Regions from separate parts of the Danio rerio genome. Here region 1 is linked to region 2. Evidence: chromatin contacts called from public HiCAR-type data. All regions are on one chromosome and are shown on one strand. Each heading gives the region's core, a stretch centred on a gene start, on an enhancer-like site or on the middle of the called end of the contact. The rest is flanking DNA. Distances are from core to core; before and after follow the strand shown.

Region 1 (3,914 bases), core at 1,385-3,884, 71 kb after region 2:
GAATAAAGAAACATGAGTGAGACAAGAACTGAAGTATATAACATGCCTGTGAATCTTCTGAGGAAGTCATACCAACCCAGCTGCACATGACTTTGTTACTTCACATTTACAAAAAATAGTTTTAGAAAATGAGTCTGAGTTTTTGAGTTCATATCCGCTTGTTAAGTGTGACATCACGTGAAGTGGCTTCTGGATCCCCATCAAACTGTATAGAGACTCATCAAATGGTAATAATAAACATTTACAAAGCGATTTATTACGATCGCAATAATAAATGCATCCATACCTAATAACTGATGGCCAGAAAGTGATTAATTTTTTATAAATTGTTAAAATATTGATGTCTGTGATGCAGCAAGTCCAAAGACTGTTGTGTTGGGATGTGTGGGAATTTTAATGCAGCTTTATATATAACTAGTGGGTCATTCTTATTCCATGCAGCATTTTATAAGTGAAAATACTGAACACGAGTGCAAGGTGAGGCATAAGAGTTTGTACAAGTTTTTTTTTTTCTTAAAGACAAATCTGAGTGTACCTAAAAAAGGCTGGAAAATGATCAGCCAAAACCAGCTATGTCCAGCTTAAACCAGCTTGGCTAGGCTGGTCAAGCTGGTTTTAGCTGGTCATCTCCCAGCCTGACCAGACCAGGCTGGAAATGCCTGGAAACCAGCCTGGAAGTGGCCAAAACCCCTCTAAAGCCAGCCTGGTTGTCCAGCTAAAACCAGCCAACCAGCTTATGCTGGTTTAAGCTGTTTTTTTCAGTAGGGGTGCTTTGTTTGAGGGACCCCCCTGGTTCATCTCAAGGAGTTATCTTATTTAATAGATTCAAAACATATTTTGAATAACATTACATTTTTAAAGTGAATTGTGTCAATGTTAAGACCCTCCCTGCTGAAAAATCCAGCTTAAACCAGCCTAGGCTGGTTGGCTGGTTTTAGCTGGTCAACCAGGCTGGTTTTAGAGGGGTTTTGGCCACTTCCAGGCTGGTTTCCAGCCATTTCCAGCCTGGTCTTAGTTGGTCAGCCTGGGAGATGACCAGCTAAAACCAGCTTGACCAGCCTAGCAGGCTGGGAGCCCAGCCAAAACCAGCTATGTTCAGCTTAAACCAGGCTGGTCAAGCTGGTTTTAGCTGGATTTAGCTGGTCCTTTTCCAGCCTGACCAGCTAAGACCATGCTAGAAATGGCTGGAAAACAACCTGGAAGTGGCCAAAACCCCTCTAAAACCAGCCTGGTCGACCAGCTAAAACCAGCCTAGGCTGGTTTAAGCTGGATTTTTTAGCAGGGTCAGATAACAAATTTCGAAAAAGCTGTATCTTAAACCATCGAGGGAAAGTTTATTCGGTTTTCAAATATTGTATAAATCACAATTTTCAAAATGTAAACCCTTATATGACTGGTTTTGTGGTCCACGGTCACATATCTGATAGAAGTTACTTTGAACAACTCCTGGGTGACACATAAACAGCCTCAGAGATAAAAGACATGCACTAAAAGCCATAGCAATACTGATATCAAAGGTTTTCAAAAATGGCGGCAGCAGAGATATGAATCTACACTCACCATTAAGTCCAGCGGGGATGCTCCTGTGATGATGCGGGGCCGACAGATCATCCATTGATCTTCTCACAGTGCCAATCTTCGCTTCTACAGTCTTGTGGATATGGTTATGATGATGATCTGGACTGCCAGCGCTTCCACCGCTGGATGTGCTGCTCCCATCGCCAACATCTCTTACAGTGCCCGATCCTCCGTTCAGGTTGCTCAGGCTGGACTGGCTGTCAATAGAACTCCTCGATCCAGCTCCATTCCTGTCCTCGTCCAACATGAGAATGATGTCTTTCAGCTCTGCGTTCTCCCGCAGAACGTTTTCCTGGTTGATCTCCAGCTCCTTGAGCTTCTGCTGATAGGTGCTCACCTCCTTCCATACGGAGCTCGCCGTGAACTTCCCAAACCTCTGCCATTCCCGAGACAGCTTCTTACCTTTCTGCCGGTCGTCGTCCAGAAAGCAGCAGAGTTCCCTGAGCTCCTGGTTGTCGTCTTGCAGTTTCTGGTTGATCTCCTTGAGATTGCGAATCTCGTGGAGGTGCACCTGCAGACTGCGGTTGACATCCTTCATCATGTTGCTATGCTCCAGCATCAGGCTCATCTTCTCACCATCAACCCTCCTCAGTCTCCTGATCAAGTCTTCTTTGCTCCACCTGACCAGTTCCTCGTCTGGGATCTTACTCAGGTCATCATTAGGACAGTGTTTGGCCATCATGGCTCTCGCTTACAGTCTCGGAGTATTAAAATACTCAATGTAAATGTGACAGTGTTGCTCTTCGCACCACGAAAACGCAATAAGACTCGTTTAAAAACAAAATACTCATGCGTTAGATTCTATATTTACACGTACAGGAGAAATTTAATAACAAATGTGTTCCCAAACCATTAACGTTACTTTTAATGGTGCCGCACTTACCGACAATTCTGGAATCATCCATGTATTTACATGTCCTAAAATATCCGCGAGATGTGTATCCACAACCATGGTTTAAAATGAAACGATGTTTTTTTCTTTCTCGAGGCAAACAAATAATATTTTAGATCATGTGTGATCTTACAGGTTTCAAGAGCTGCGTTTCAAAATATTCACAACCATAAACACCGCCTTCGTTCAAAAACACACACACTAACATCCGTGTTGTCAGTCATCGAAAGCCCCAAAACGATGTATAGGAGGATTTTTCCTGAGTGTTTGCCAGTGTCGGGTTCTGCTCTTTCCTTGGACTGGTGTGTGTGTGAATTGATCCGAGCGGCTCTGAGCAGGTTCAGAGATGAGAGGCAAAAGGCAGGACCTGCCCTCTTAAAGAGACAGTGTCCTCACTGTCCCGCGCCGGTGTAAAATGAAAAGATTAAATGAAAAGATTATAAATAAAAGATAAATAAAAGATTATATTGTCTTTTTCTAAAAAAAAATAAATAAAGAATTAAATACACAATAACAATTATTATTATTATCATTATTATTCACGCCGGTGTAAAATAAAAAGATTAAATAAAAAGATTATGAATAAAAGATAAATAAAATATTATATTGTCTTTTTCTAAACAAATACAGAATTAAATAAACAATAACGATTATTATTATTATTATTATTATTATTATTATTAATATTATTATTATTATTATTATTATTATTATTATTATTATTATTCACGCCGGTGTAAAATAAAAAGATTAAATAAAAAGATTATGAATAAAAGATAAATAAAAGATTATATTGTCTTTTTCTAAACAAATACAGAATTAAATAAACAATAACGATTATTATTATTATTATTATTATTATTATTATAATTATTATTATTATTATTCACGCCGGTGTAAAATAAAAAGATTAAATAAAAAGATTATGAATAAAAGATAAATAAAAGATTATATTGTCTTTTTCTAAACAAATACAGAATTAAATAAACAATAACGATTATTATTATTATTATTATTATTATTATTATTATTATTATTATTATTATTATTATTATTATTATCATAATTATTATTCACGCCGGTGTAAAATAAAAAGATTAAATAAAAAGATTATGAATAAAAGATAAATAAAAGATTATATTGTCTTTTTCTAAACAAATACAGAATTAAATAAACAATAACGATTATTATTATTATTATTATTATTATTATTATTATTATTATTATTATTATTATTATTATTATTATTATTATTATTATTATTATCATAATTATTATTCACGCCGGTGTAAAATAAAAAGATTAAATAAAAAGATTATGAATAAAAGATAAATAAAAGATTATATTGTCTTTTTCTAAACAAATACAGAATTAAATAAACAATAACGATTATTATTATTATTATTATTATTATTATTATTATCATTATTATTCACGCCGGTGT
Region 2 (3,919 bases), core at 894-3,393:
AGGGGGAGTCATCGAGATCTACCTGAGCTCAAACTCCCCTCTCGCCTTGCAACAGGAGGGAGCCCAGGGCTCGAGGATCTTATAAGCTCAGGGCTCTCTCCCGGGACAGCACGCCAAGCTAGCTTTATTATCAATCATCAGCTAAGTGTGAACTCTTGAAATGCATTGAGTTGCTGCCACGTGAGTGGCTGATTAGAAACTTGCATTAACGAGCAGTTGGACAGGTGTACCTAATAAATTAGCAAGTGAGTGTACATATCCATGTACAAGTATCTGAGGACCTGAGAGACTGGATTGTCAAGCATGCACAGCACACTGTTTTAACATTTGACATCTTTAACATACAAAGTTTATGTACTGTAGGTTGTAATTGGCATCCTTTTTATACAAAAACTGAAAGACATAATTAGCATGTGTTGTGTCTCCGTTGCATTGTCTGTCAAGAAACCCCATTCTGTTGAGTTGTAAAAACAACCTCTAGAAAAAGTAAAAACACTTAAAAAGACAATATAATAAACTGATTTAAAACCTTTATACATATCTTACATCGTCTTATAGATTATTGTCTGCACAAACTGGATGCTATAACATCTGCTATTGCTCACTTTGCAAGTTTGATGGACTCAGCTTTTATGACGTTGACGTAATTAAAAAAAAAAGAGGTAAAAGAAAACAGAAGAGGCAAGGTTTACCAAACATGACTAGCTGCCAGACTTCTTGATCCTCAACCCGAATTATATCATCCTTTGTGGTTCTCCTCTGAGTCCACATATGGCCACATTGGTCCTGGATTGGTGCAAAGGCTCATCGAAGATGCACCATTATGGCCGAAACCATGATTCAATCCAAAACCATTATGTCAACAAAGAAAAGTATATAATTATTAGGTAATAATGTTAGGTTAATGTGATTATTGCTTTGAACGTTCACTGAAAGGAAAATCTGAAAACTGGTGTGCAGTGATCCAACGTCAATGGCACGATTGGCTCCAAATGATCTGACATGGAAGAAGGTGGAGCGTTTGTGTCGCCTAAGCATTTTGGTCCTGCATGGAGGATGAGGAGATGTTCTCGCTATAGAGGAGCTTTGAACTGATTACCAGAGAGTTGCTGTCGGAGGGACGGCTTTGTTCCTGTTGCGTCGCCCAGCTTTCTCCACACCACCTGGAAACAAATGGGAAAAAGCCACTAAACAGTTCAGCCATTTTACATGCTGTATGTCAGTCACATAGATATTTACATTTGATGCCACCTATGCTGTTGTTTTCTATTGGGGGGGGGGGGGGGGGCTGCTTGGGGTCTTAAGCTCCTAATGTATTGTCAAAAGCCCCTGATCTTTTGTAATATGTTGCACTAAAAACAAAACGGTTGTAAAACAATAATTTTGTTATCCAAGTACTTAAAATTACCACATACATTACGCACATTCAATTCAATGCAGCTTTTGTTTCGGGTATTTAAATAGTCAGCAGTTCAGTTCCTGTTTAGTCCCTGTTTCTACCGGCAGGTGGGAGTAGGACTGTTGTTACACAGCAACCGTTAAAAAAAATCCTGCCACTGCACTGTCATCATTCATTCCTTATTTTGAGGGGCTGAAGCTGATGAGGTAATAATACAGCTGTTTCACGAAACTGATTAGTTATAATTATTTTTTTTTATATAAAGTATCAATCAATACTTGTTTTTATCATTTAATATTTTAAATATTTGTTTTGCTTATTATTACATAATTTAATCGAAAAATATACAATTTTTAAGAGAAGGTTTGTCCCCAAACCCCATGCCTAAACCCACCATTCGAAAAAGTTTCTGTGTTTGGACAACAGTTCATCTTTTAAAACAAGCTCTGCATCTTTTAAACACAAAAAATAAAAACAAATAAGATTGCTGAGTATTTTAAATGACCATAACCCCAAAATACACTGCTATTTGTCAAGTGTGTTTAGCTAAATGCTACTTCGACCCACAGAAAACAAACGAAAGCCAGCACAAACATCCATTCATCCAAATCTCTCATGAAGGGTGTCCACAATGGTGTTGACGAGTCCAGGATTCTCCAGGTGAGTCACGTACAGAGGTGTTATTGTGCTCCAAGCTGGATTCTCTCGTTCCCACATTCCAGTGTGGGGCCCAACAAACAGATCAAACTATATCGGCTCACTCTATCAAGAGCTCAGATCTCTGTGTACCAACCTGTCCATTAACTGACCTCTCCATGAACTCCACCCAGTTGTTAACGCTTCAAGCTCTACAGAATGATCCAAAGAAATGAACTACATGGGCTCTATTCTAACGATCTGGGCGCAAAGTCTGAAGCGCAGGGCGCAAGAGCATTAGGGAGGTATCCAAATCCACTTTTGCTATTTTAAGACCAAGATCAGTGGCGCATGGTCTAACAGGGTTGAGCTTATTCTCTTAATGTGTTGTAGGTGTGTTTTGAGAGTAAACCAATCAGAGTCTCATCTCCCTTTCCTTTTAAGAGTCAGTTGCGTCGCGCCATGACACATTTGCTATTTACATGGCGGACTTTGTAAGTGGAAAAACTGAACAAGCAAACAGCATCTGAAGTGTGAGAATGAGCCTTTACTTTCACTTTCTCTCTTTTGTGGAACAGCACAAAACTGTTCTGGGGTGTGTCCATCATTGACCATCATTTTTTTGTATAAACCATTTCGATGTGGTGATGTCATTGGCCCATGACCATTTCCTGCTTGTTATTAAACTATTTCATAACTGCAAGAAGAGGCACGACACTTCAATCCTAGCTTGATGTTAAAGCAGCTATCATAACATTATTCATCAATATGTGGCTATTTGGATTCTCAGGAGCTATAGAAATTAAAAATGTCAAACAGGAAATATGTTGTTGGGACAATTGTTTTTGTTTACACCCCTTAAAAATGTTCAAAAAAATTATATTGTTTTACGTAAACACTCACTTAAAAATAATCCAATAGTAGTTTTAGTAAAATTAAGCACAAGTTTTCTAGATTAACTGAAATATATGTAAAAGGCACATATAGGGCCACTGTTTCCTTTACAAATATTATTGAGAATATTCCATATTCTATTCTAAAAAATAAAACTACTTAGCTAACAATCTCATATATAAATCATATAAATTGTTAATGGTTGTAATTTACAGTAAGATGTTTATTAGGAAAATTAATATTAATAATAATAATGATTATTATTATTGGGCGACACATGGTGCAGTGGGTAGTGCTGTCGCCTCACAGCAAGAAGGTTGCTGATTCGAGCCGTGGCTGGGTTAGTTGGGGTTTCTGTAAGGAGTTTGCATGTTCTCCTCACGTTCGCACAGGTTTCCTCTGGGTGCTCTGTATTTTACGCCATATTACTTTTGATCTACCTTGTTTGTGTTTTGTTGCTGAAACTTAAATTAAGTGTTACTTCTTGTTGTCAATTTTGCAATTGTCAATTGGAGTAACAATTGATGACCAACTAAACTTCTCTGACCACATTTCTAGAACTGCTCGATCATGCAGATTCGCACTCTATAACATCAGAAAAATCCGACCCTTCTTATCTGAACATGCAGCTCAACTCCTTGTTCAAGCTCTTGTTTTCCCTAAACTGGATTACTGCAACTCTCTACTAGCCGGGCTTCCAGCTAACTCTATCAAGCCTCTTCAGCTGCTCCAGAATGCAGCAGCACGAGTGGTCTTCAATGAACCTAAAAGAGCACATGTCACTCCGCTGCTCATCCGTTTGCACTGGCTGCCAGTTGCTGCTCGCATCAAATTCAAAGCTCTGATGTTTGTCTACAAAGCGACTTCTGGCTTTGCTCCTTCTTATCTGCTCTCACTTCTGCAGAGTCACTCGCTGTTTTCAAGAAACGACTAAAAACTCAACTATTTAGTCTCCACTTCACTTCCTAATCTGCAATTGCCTCTCTGGAT

The links. HiCAR-type assays count read pairs that join an accessible place to other places.
Region 1: a HiCAR-type map of caudal fin shows a contact between it and region 2, with 8 times the contacts expected there. The contact joins the promoter of ccdc85cb here to the enhancer-like site in region 2. A contact is called at or near these places in 6 of 18 Hi-C or Micro-C datasets (caudal fin, embryo and an unstated tissue) and 2 of 4 datasets of contacts at active chromatin or transcription factors (caudal fin and embryo).

The regions. Positions count from the first base shown.
Region 1 is chr20:5,377,871-5,381,784 of GRCz12tu, forward strand. It overlaps ccdc85cb (coiled-coil domain containing 85C, b), which reads right to left and starts at 2,635. Exons shown (of 7, transcript NM_001002628.1): 1 at 1,561-2,635. The coding sequence starts at 2,257.
Region 2 is chr20:5,307,093-5,311,011 of GRCz12tu, forward strand. ccdc85cb (coiled-coil domain containing 85C, b) reads right to left here. Exons shown (of 7, transcript NM_001002628.1): 7 at 516-1,163. The coding sequence ends at 1,074. Among named protein-coding and RNA genes, the nearest start is that of cyp46a1.5, 25 kb to the left of the region's middle. Within about 2 kb of position 2,144, at least 3 of the 62 cell types and tissues checked have an H3K27ac peak or open chromatin away from gene starts, as enhancers often do.